Linked DNA regions of Mus musculus: regions 1 and 3 are each linked to region 2. The links are chromatin contacts, called in public HiChIP or PLAC-seq maps. All regions are on one chromosome and are shown on one strand. Each heading gives the region's core, a stretch centred on a gene start, on an enhancer-like site or on the middle of the called end of the contact. The rest is flanking DNA. Distances are from core to core; before and after follow the strand shown. Region 1 holds the start of Zfp652 (zinc finger protein 652). Region 2 overlaps Igf2bp1 (insulin-like growth factor 2 mRNA binding protein 1). Region 3 overlaps Gm29933 (a long non-coding RNA gene).

Region 1 (2,700 bases), core at 86-2,585, 230 kb after region 2:
TACATCCCAGTCAGTCATCTATAACCAATCCCCCTTCCAGTGCACCTGGTTCTCACTAATCCATCGTCAGTTAAGTGTAATGCTTTTGAAAGACAGGATTAAGCCTTGGTTTTGAAAAGACCCAAGCAGCAGAGTCTAAAGTGATAATTGGTGAAATCTGTCCCTTCAGCCTCTATCCTCTTGGGCAGACACCAGATGACTCTGAACAGCCAGGTCCTAGCCTGGAAACTTTGCCCTCCGCTGGTGAGACCTACCTGAATGTTTTTTTCACAGTCTGTTTGCTGGTGAAGGGACAGCTCACTTTCCAGGACAAACTTCTTGCCACATTTATCACAGATCTGCATGCGCCTGTGAGTAACGTTCATGTGCTTCTCCAGGTACCAGCGAGTATTAAACACCCTGGGGCACTTCTCACAGGTCAGAGTCTCTTTCTCTTCACACTTAGCTTTCTGAACTGGCGCTTTAGCCTCCTTGGTGGCCCGCTTCTTCCTCTTGGGTAGCTCTGCACTTTTCCTACGGCCTCGAGTTGTGCGGGGTGCAGGGGAAGTGGTAGCTGCGGCAGCAGAGGCCGCTCTCCGGGTTCGCCTCTGTGTAACCCTGACTCTCTCCACTTGCTTCTCCTTTTTCTTCTGCCGTCCGTTCTCTCCGTAGTCACTGCTGTTATCTGTGGCCTCCTCCTCAGTCTCTTCCTCGTCTTCCTCACTGCTTGTCTTAAGGACAGGCGTCTCTTTGGACTGGGAAGAGACACCCTTTTCCCCTTTAGAGACATTTAATGTTTGGTTATTAAGGTTTACCTCCACTATGATCTGCTCCCTTTTGTAAGAGACTTCCTCCTCCTCTTCCGTGTCATCAGAATTCTCCCGGTCTTCCTTGACAGTATGCACATCAGACACTGCCCTTGGCTCCCTGAAATATGGCTGCTCCTCCGTCTCGTGGAGATGTGGTTTGCTCATCTTGGTGTCTGCTAGCACAGAGTAAGGGCTTCCAGACTCCCTTTTATACACTTTGGTGGACAGGTCGAGCTCCTGGCTGGCACCATGGTAGAAGGTGGGTGGCGCCTGACTTCGATGGCTCTCTTCCTGGGCCATTCCTTCTGCATGCACTGCACAGGGTTCAACCAGCTCCGGACAAGGACTGGCTGTGTAGCTCATTAGGAAGTGGCCCAGTTCAGACGACACAGAACACCTTGAAAACAGGGCAATTAAGACTCAAATCTTTCTCCCTCCACGGAGAACTAACTACTCAAGAAGTGAGAATAAGAAACTCCTGCAGCCTGCATGCAGTTCTTCCTGTGTCACAGCACCACCGCCACCTTAAGTCAAAAAGGGCTGTTCTTACGGCAGGCGCAGAGCACTCCTCGTCTTCTTTCGAAGAGAACTGCAGGGGACTTGGAGCATCTTGTCTATAAAGAGAAAAAAAAATGAGGGAAAAAATTATATCACCATATTCTTCTTAGGCCATGGAATTCCTCACAACACACAAAATTTAAAATCATTACATTCCATACACTTTGATTCATTATTCTCCTCAAATGGTTTGAAATGGATATTATTTTACAGGCTTGTATGAGTCCCCAATTTCAGTTAGAATGTAAATTCTATCATACCAAGAGCCATATCTGTCAAATTCACCAAACTATCTTTAAAGCAGACAGCATGTGTTTGATGAAGAAATACCTACTACCACATGATGTCTGCCACACTGGATGCTGCAGGGTCTGCTGGTATCAGTCTCATGATACAAAAGGCCATGAAACACTCAAGGGAGTCATACTGGCAGTTTCCTTCAGCATCAGCCACCACATCTACCAGAGTGAGAACCCACACACAAGGGCAGCCACATGGGCACTGCAGGCCACAGAACTAGAGCAGCTAACTGGCACAACCACACAAGGAAACCGACCTGGCCTTTAATAATTATAAATGAACCGTCACCATAACTTGCCTCAGCTATGGGAGCACCGCTGAGGCGGTTGACACTTGGTGCACAGCCATGCTACAACTGGGTGACTTTTCATGTGTCAGTTGCAGAGAAGTCAAAATTCTGAGAATCAGTCACCACCAGGTCGGCACGGTTCTAAGAAAACTAAAACCATCCATGAAAAAACAATGACGGGCATACAATCTGCTTGCAGCATGCTTATACTGCTATTTTGCCAGCTACCCTGCAGCTGAGTCATACAAATGACAATGGAGGACCTGTATAGTCGAGTTGACAAAAGGAAGGAAAACAGTATTTACTGAATGTCTGTCATGTGATGGGCACCAGAGACATTTTTATTATTCAGCATCTACTTAGTACCTACTGCAAAACTTTGGGGCTAATTTTTAATTAATTAAAATAAGCAAAGCTTAACTTTCCCCCTTCTTCCTCCTGAGATGAGGGTCTCACTATGTAGCCGGGCTGTCCTGGAACTTGTTGTACAGACGAGGCCACCTGGTCTCACAGAGTTCTGCCTACCTCTGCCCCCCGAGGCCTGGGATGAATGATATGGCTTTTTCTTAATATATTGGTTCTACTCGGCTGAAGTGAGTGAAATCTTGCTACGAAATAACCTTAGTAAGAAACTGTTCAGTACACTTGACGCTGAACTGCTATGTAACTTTAACAGGTAACAGGAGTCACTCAGACCCTGCTGAGCTGCTCTACATAAAGCGAATACACTGTTAGGGAAGAGAACATGTAACCAACGAGGCTCAT
Region 2 (2,784 bases), core at 65-2,564:
CACAGTTCTATAAAATGGACCCGGGAGAGATACTCCTAATCCCAAGCACCCCCATGTGTGTATACGATGTGATGGGTGTATGGCGGTGTGATGGGTGTATGGCGGTGTGATGGGTGTATGGCGTTGTTCTTTTGTCTCTCTGCCTCTTTAAATCTCTCCTGGCATATTTCCCCTGCTTGGCCTCCCTGTCCTCACATCCCCAGGTGTCCTCACATCCCCAGGTGAATTTCCTGGTTAGCAGGAGTCTGTTGAGCTGCCCTCCAGGCTGGATCTCTGAGGGTCAGAGCGAGCAGAGAACAGGGGAAAGCTGTTTGCACTTAGGAACCATTTTGGCTGTTCTAACCATTGCCTTTAATGGCCACTGCTGGCGGCGCTATAGCTGCTAGAGGGTCAGGGCAGCTGGTTCTCTCTCCTTGCTGGAGCTGGGCTTGGCCCTCCCGGCACTAAGAGTGCTTAGGTGTGGTGCCCTTTTACCTATAGGACATAACCACTACTCAGCCTGGCCTTGGTAGACCCGGGTTTATTGGAGCAGGGTCAATGTAGCAGAGATGGAGGAGTGGAAGACTTTCTTTCTCTGTCATTGTGAACACATTTATTTAGATTCAGCAATGACTGTCACCGCCCCTTCCACTCTACCTCCAGGTCTCCTTTAGAATACTGTCAGGGGCTTGCTGGACTTAGCTCCCACCAGGAGAAACCCCTGGGAAGTGTGAGTTGTGCTCCCACTCATCAGGAGCTCTAAGCCAGCTCAACCTTCCTCACGCTGGGACCTTTAATACAGGTCCTAAGGTTGTGCTGACCTCCAACCACAACATTATTTTTGTTGCTACTTCGTAGCTAGTTTTGCTACAGTTATGAACCGTAATGTTCTGTCCTGATATCAGCTCCTAGGCGACCCCTGTGAAAGGGTAGGTAAGTAAGTAGGGTCTGTGGATCCCCAAAGAGTTGTAAGCCACAGATTTAGAGCCACTGTAAGCCCTCAGCACACCAGCCTAACGCAGCCAACTCTGGGCCTCTCATAGGTGGGATGAGTAAGTTATCCAAAGGGGTTGTAATGTAAGCAAGGGAATTTAGGTTACAGGTCCCAGCAGTGCCCTGTGCGGTTTGGGCCTGAAAGGAATTAGGTAGCACCAGGCTCAGTGGAAAGCCAGGCTTAGAAGACAAAGGTCCTCTTCCAGGCTATCCCCTTGGGTTTTAATCAGGGCTGGGGGCTTTGCTGAGAAGGAAGTCTGGGAGGAGCCTAGAGTGGGTTCCCAGGATGGGGTGTGTATGCCCTAGAGGGTGAGGGAGGGCTGCTGGGATGTCTTTCTTTCATTGGTTGGGTAGACCTGCCCTCCTCCCCCTCCCGCTCCTGGAACATTCCAGACATTCCAGCCAATCTGCCTGCCATTGCTTTCTGGATATGGATTAACAAACATCCTTGCAGAGATTAGATTTCACTGCTACCACCCTGCTCCTGCCATACTGAATAGAAGGCCCCAAATCAGAGTTTGGACAGGCAAGTCTTGGCCTTTGACCTGGGATTGCACTAATGGGTTCTTTCAAACTAGGCTCCTGTTCTGGGGTTGCTGTATGCCTTGTTTCTTCCTAGGCAGGCTGCCTTCATCTCCCCTCTATCCAGAAGGACTTCCTGGGGGGAGGTGTCCGGGGCTGGGCACTGTTCATTTTCTCCCAGATTCTTCACCCATCTGAACATACTCGGTGTATCTATTTGGTTAGCAAAGGTGTTTTGTGAGAAACCCTTACCAGGGAGATCCAAAGCTGCCTTTTGGCCAGTCCTTGGATCTGGTACCTGGTGGAATGGGGTCTAAGGACTCAGCAATGGGCTTGTTGGCTTCCCGTGTGTGTCTGACACAGAGCACGCCTCACGCCGCTGGACCGGGTGTTGACTTTGTGGTTCTCCTGCCAGTACTGTGGGTGCTGGGATTACAGAGGGTCGACAGGCTTATCTATCCGTGCAGTCCTGGGACTTGAGCGCAGGACTTTGTGTCTGCTAGACAAATGCTGTACTCGTGGAGTTATGTCTGTCTGTCTTCCCCTCCTCTTCTATCACTGCAACGCCACCTTCCGACTGGCCTACTGTTCTATAGACTGGCCTGTGCGTGCATCAGTCCTGCTTTAGCCTGGAATCATGGCTCAAGCCTCCAGACTCAGCTGACTGTTTCCAATCCTCACTGTATCTACTCTAACTTTGTTAGGTCAAGTTCACAAACCACCAAGGTTTTCCTTCAAACAGATCCACCTTTCCTTTAGCTTTTTATTATTTCTTTTTCAAGATAGGATTTCTCTGTATAACCTTTGCTATCCTGGGACTCATTGTGTAAACCAGGCTGGCCTCGAACTCAGAGATCTGCCTGCCCCTGCCTCTTGAGTGCTGAGTTTGAGGAGGAAGAGGTTGGGTTTGGGTCAGGGGTGACATAGCTAAAGGAGCCGGGGACACCACTGCTCCACTCTTTTAGCTATGTCATTCCCAGATTTTCCCTGCTGTAGCTTGTCAACAAGGAGTTGTCGCTCTCAGAATTTCAGACTCAGTGGATCACAGAGACCCTTCTATTTTACACTAGACCCTGCTTTGGTAGGGACTGCCTAGGACAACTAAGGCCAACACACCCACTGTTAGGGCCTTGCATTCCTTTTTGCTTGCCCCACCCCACAGCTTGATGCCAGCTCTTCTGGTAGCCCACTGAGCATACGTGACTCAGCATTCTCTCACCTTGGGTACACTACACCGGTATTTTGCCTTCCTGTATGCCTGTGTGCCTTGTGCATGCAGTGCCTGTAGGG
Region 3 (2,906 bases), core at 371-2,870, 180 kb after region 2:
GTAAGCCAGCCCCAAATGAAATGTTTTTTCTAAGACTTGCCTTGGTCATGGTGTCTGTTCAGGGAGTAAAACCCTAACTAAGGCAGGTGTATTGTCTGCATGTACACCACATGTGTGTCTGGTGCCTATGGAGACCAGAAGAGGACATCAGATCCCCTCAAACTAGAGTTGCAGATGTTGTGAGCTACAATATGGGTGCTGGGAATCAAACCCAGGTCCTCTGGAAGAGGAGTCAGTGATCTTAACTGTGGAGCCATCTTCCTACCCGTGGAAGTTGAATATTCAAAGGGGCAATGATGCCAGTGCAGCTCACCTAGTTTCCCACACAGCATCTTTAAAGTGAGAATTAATGCCTTTGTGTATCCTTCTTAACATTTTTATTATTTCACTTATGTTTAGTGTGTGTGTATGTGTCTATGTGTACGCACATAGGCCATGGTGCACCGTTTCTAGAGGGAGCTGGTTCACTTCTTCTACTGTGTGGGTCCCAGGGAATTGAACTCACTTTGTCAAGGTTTGGCAGCAAGCACCTTCACCCGCTACACCATCTTGCCTCCCTCTTCCCTTGTTATTTTTTGGAGATATTTGGTTTTCATCAAAGAGGTAGTTTCAAGCAGAGTACACACCTGTTTTCATTCTTTTTGAGGGTTGGTTTGTTTTGTTGTTTGTTTTGTGGAGGTTTTTGTTTGTTTGTTTGCTGTTGTTTTGTTTTGTCTTTGCTTTCAAACTGCCTGTTAGCTGAGCTGCTGGGTTTCAGCTGAGCTTTGGTTGTCTCCTAGACTGGAGGCTTCAACAGGCAAGGACTGGGCCCTGGGTAACCCTCACCCAGGCTGCGGATGGCTTTAGAGCCTCCTGCCCTCCTGTGCCTATTTCTTAATGGCGTGCATGAGCCTCTCAACTTCCCCTAGGGATGTGCTGCAAGGAACCCTAGGGGCTGGAACTTGATGACTCATCTGGGGAACCAAGGGCAGGTTAAGGGCACAGAGCCCGGAAATGGGAGGGAGGGGACAGCAGGTCTGAAGCTTTGCGGACATTGGGTTCTGACAGCTGTTGCTGTCCTCTAATCCCCCAGCTTGGTATCTGCTGTGAGTTGGCAGCTGAGGGCAGAGACCACACCCTCTCTCTACCTGCTCCTCTGGAGCCCTGTGACACTCCCTTTCTGCAGGAGGCCTTCCTTCCCCCTCCCACTAGGTTCCCTATCAGCCCCATGGTGAGATGAGGCACTGTTTCAACCTGGCACCTGACACTGTCCTGTGAGATTTACCCTTGTGCCTTTCTAACTGCCTGCAGCCCAGTAACAGACAGCAGGAATGCCAAGGTCCATGAGACCAAGCTCCTGGACCCTGTGAGTGCTCTGGAGGAGTCTCTGAGGGCTGTTAAGGGGAGTCACTCATGTTATTCATGAGCTGATGCCCAGGGTGAACCACCTGTATCTGGTTCTATCCTGGACACCAGGGAGCTCCTTTCCAAAGGGAAGTGCTTGGGGAGTGTGCAGATACCATACGATCACAGATACTGTGGGAAACATGAAGCAACCAAAGGCACAGGTGACCTTTACCTATCCGGAAGTAGAGGAACCTACCCTGACAGGATGCTGAGCACAGGGCGGGAAGTGGGTGCAACCTTGCAGACGTGAAGGGAAGTGGCTTTCTGCAAAGGGAAGTGCAAGGACTCAGGCAGGAACCCCAGGGGTGTTCGAGAGCCATGGGAACCCAGCCTGGATTGCAGGGAGCCATGGGGACACTGGATGGATGGAGTTGTCACTTAGAGGAAAGCAGAGTTGATGGATGATGGACAGAAAGTTTGGGTGTGAGATCATTGTGAACTCTGGCTCTTGCCTCTCAAACCAGTTGCACGTGTTGAGCTGGGGGCTAGGGCTCAGACTCCAATCTGTGGCCCAAAGGGGCTGAGGCATATCTTCTCTGCTCCTCATTTTGCCCAGCTTCTCTTCTCTCCTGTCGGAGCATATGGAGAGAACTTCTGTCTCTCTTTGACCATGTTCTCATACCTGCCAAAGGCCATTGGTCCCTTCTTTGTAGCTCTTCTCTCTCCAGCTAAACTGAAAACAGGAAGGGAGGCTGCATATGGAGCCCTTATTCTCCTGGATCATTTGTCACCTCTGAGCTGACTGCCTCGTCTGCTAACCTAGGCCTAGGCCTGGAAGCTTCGAGCTCTGTACAAGTTTACCTAGGCAAAAAAAAAAATGCTCTCGGCCTCTGAGAATTGCTGTTGAGTAAGCTCGCCCTTCTTGTTCTTTCTTGATTCTAGCTGGCTGGTTCAACTCAGCTCTTCTGGCTCAAACTCCTCTCCAAGCTGACTCAATCTGGCACTTCTCTTTGCCTCTGAATTGCTCTGCTTGGCTTCGAACTAACTCTAGCAATCTTTTTTTTTTCTAATCTACTGGCTCCTTCCCATTCTCTTGCTTGTCTGTCTTCACCTGTGTCTAACTTGTTCTCTCTTCAATCTGTCTCTGTAAAACTCTCCTGGTAAATCTGTCTCTGCCTCCCTCTCTGCTGCTCTACTCTCCCTCTCAACTCCACTGTGCTGTCTCCACAAGCGCTACTGTATTCCTGGGCTATACTCTCTTCTCCTGTGCTGTCTCTCTCTTAAGTAGCTTCCCTTTCCTTGTGAGAGTTGGACATGTCAAATCTTTCTCTGATTCATCTCTTTGTCTGCCACTCAATTAGACATCACTTTCAAACATGGTTGCTTCCCTTTACAAACTAACTTTACCTTCATTATTTGGGATTATAGGTATCTACTAAGGGCATGTCTGTATTTTACAGCCAGAGGGATTAATGGTGTATGCTAAAGTCTGAGCCACACCCTAACTAGAAACAGGTTCAAACATCCTGTAACAGGAGGAACTACTTTTAAACTTCTTCTTGACAAAGAGTAGGGGAAGG

What was found. HiChIP or PLAC-seq counts read pairs in DNA pulled down with a chosen protein or histone mark.
Region 1: a contact with region 2 is called in an H3K27ac HiChIP or PLAC-seq map of trophoblast stem cells, with 4 times the contacts expected there. The contact joins the promoter of Zfp652 here to the enhancer-like site in region 2. A contact is called at or near these places in 1 of 15 datasets of contacts at CTCF or cohesin (large pre-B cells), 8 of 484 Hi-C or Micro-C datasets (the Ba/F3 cell line, the G1E-ER4 cell line, bone marrow-derived macrophages and 3 more), 4 of 115 datasets of contacts at active chromatin or transcription factors (bone marrow-derived macrophages, embryonic stem cells, large pre-B cells and 1 more) and 2 of 9 other capture datasets (adipose tissue and liver).
Region 3: a contact with region 2 is called in an H3K27ac HiChIP or PLAC-seq map of embryonic stem cells, with 8 read pairs. The contact joins two enhancer-like sites. A contact is called at or near these places in 1 of 15 datasets of contacts at CTCF or cohesin (large pre-B cells), 8 of 484 Hi-C or Micro-C datasets (B cells, the HPC-7 cell line, Th1 cells and 5 more), 9 of 115 datasets of contacts at active chromatin or transcription factors (bone marrow-derived macrophages, embryonic basal ganglia, embryonic stem cells and 4 more) and 2 of 9 other capture datasets (liver and pancreatic islet).

The regions. Positions count from the first base shown.
Region 1 is chr11:95,747,702-95,750,401 of GRCm38.p6, reverse strand. It overlaps Zfp652 (zinc finger protein 652), which reads right to left and starts at 1,335. Exons shown (of 5, transcript NM_201609.2): 1 at 255-1,335. The coding sequence starts at 1,151.
Region 2 is chr11:95,981,216-95,983,999 of GRCm38.p6, reverse strand. All of the region lies in intron 2 of Igf2bp1 (insulin-like growth factor 2 mRNA binding protein 1), which reads left to right. Among named protein-coding and RNA genes, the nearest start is that of Mir3063, 19 kb to the right of the region's middle. Within about 2 kb of position 1,314, at least 105 of the 459 cell types and tissues checked have an H3K27ac peak or open chromatin away from gene starts, as enhancers often do. A contact at or near this core is called in the G1E-ER4 cell line, embryonic stem cells and trophoblast stem cells, where this site is marked.
Region 3 is chr11:95,803,900-95,806,805 of GRCm38.p6, reverse strand. The region is part of intron 3 of Gm29933 (a long non-coding RNA gene); the gene reads left to right. Among named protein-coding and RNA genes, the nearest start is that of Gm29933, 3.3 kb to the left of the region's middle. Within about 2 kb of position 1,620, at least 91 of the 459 cell types and tissues checked have an H3K27ac peak or open chromatin away from gene starts, as enhancers often do. A contact at or near this core is called in embryonic stem cells, where this site is marked.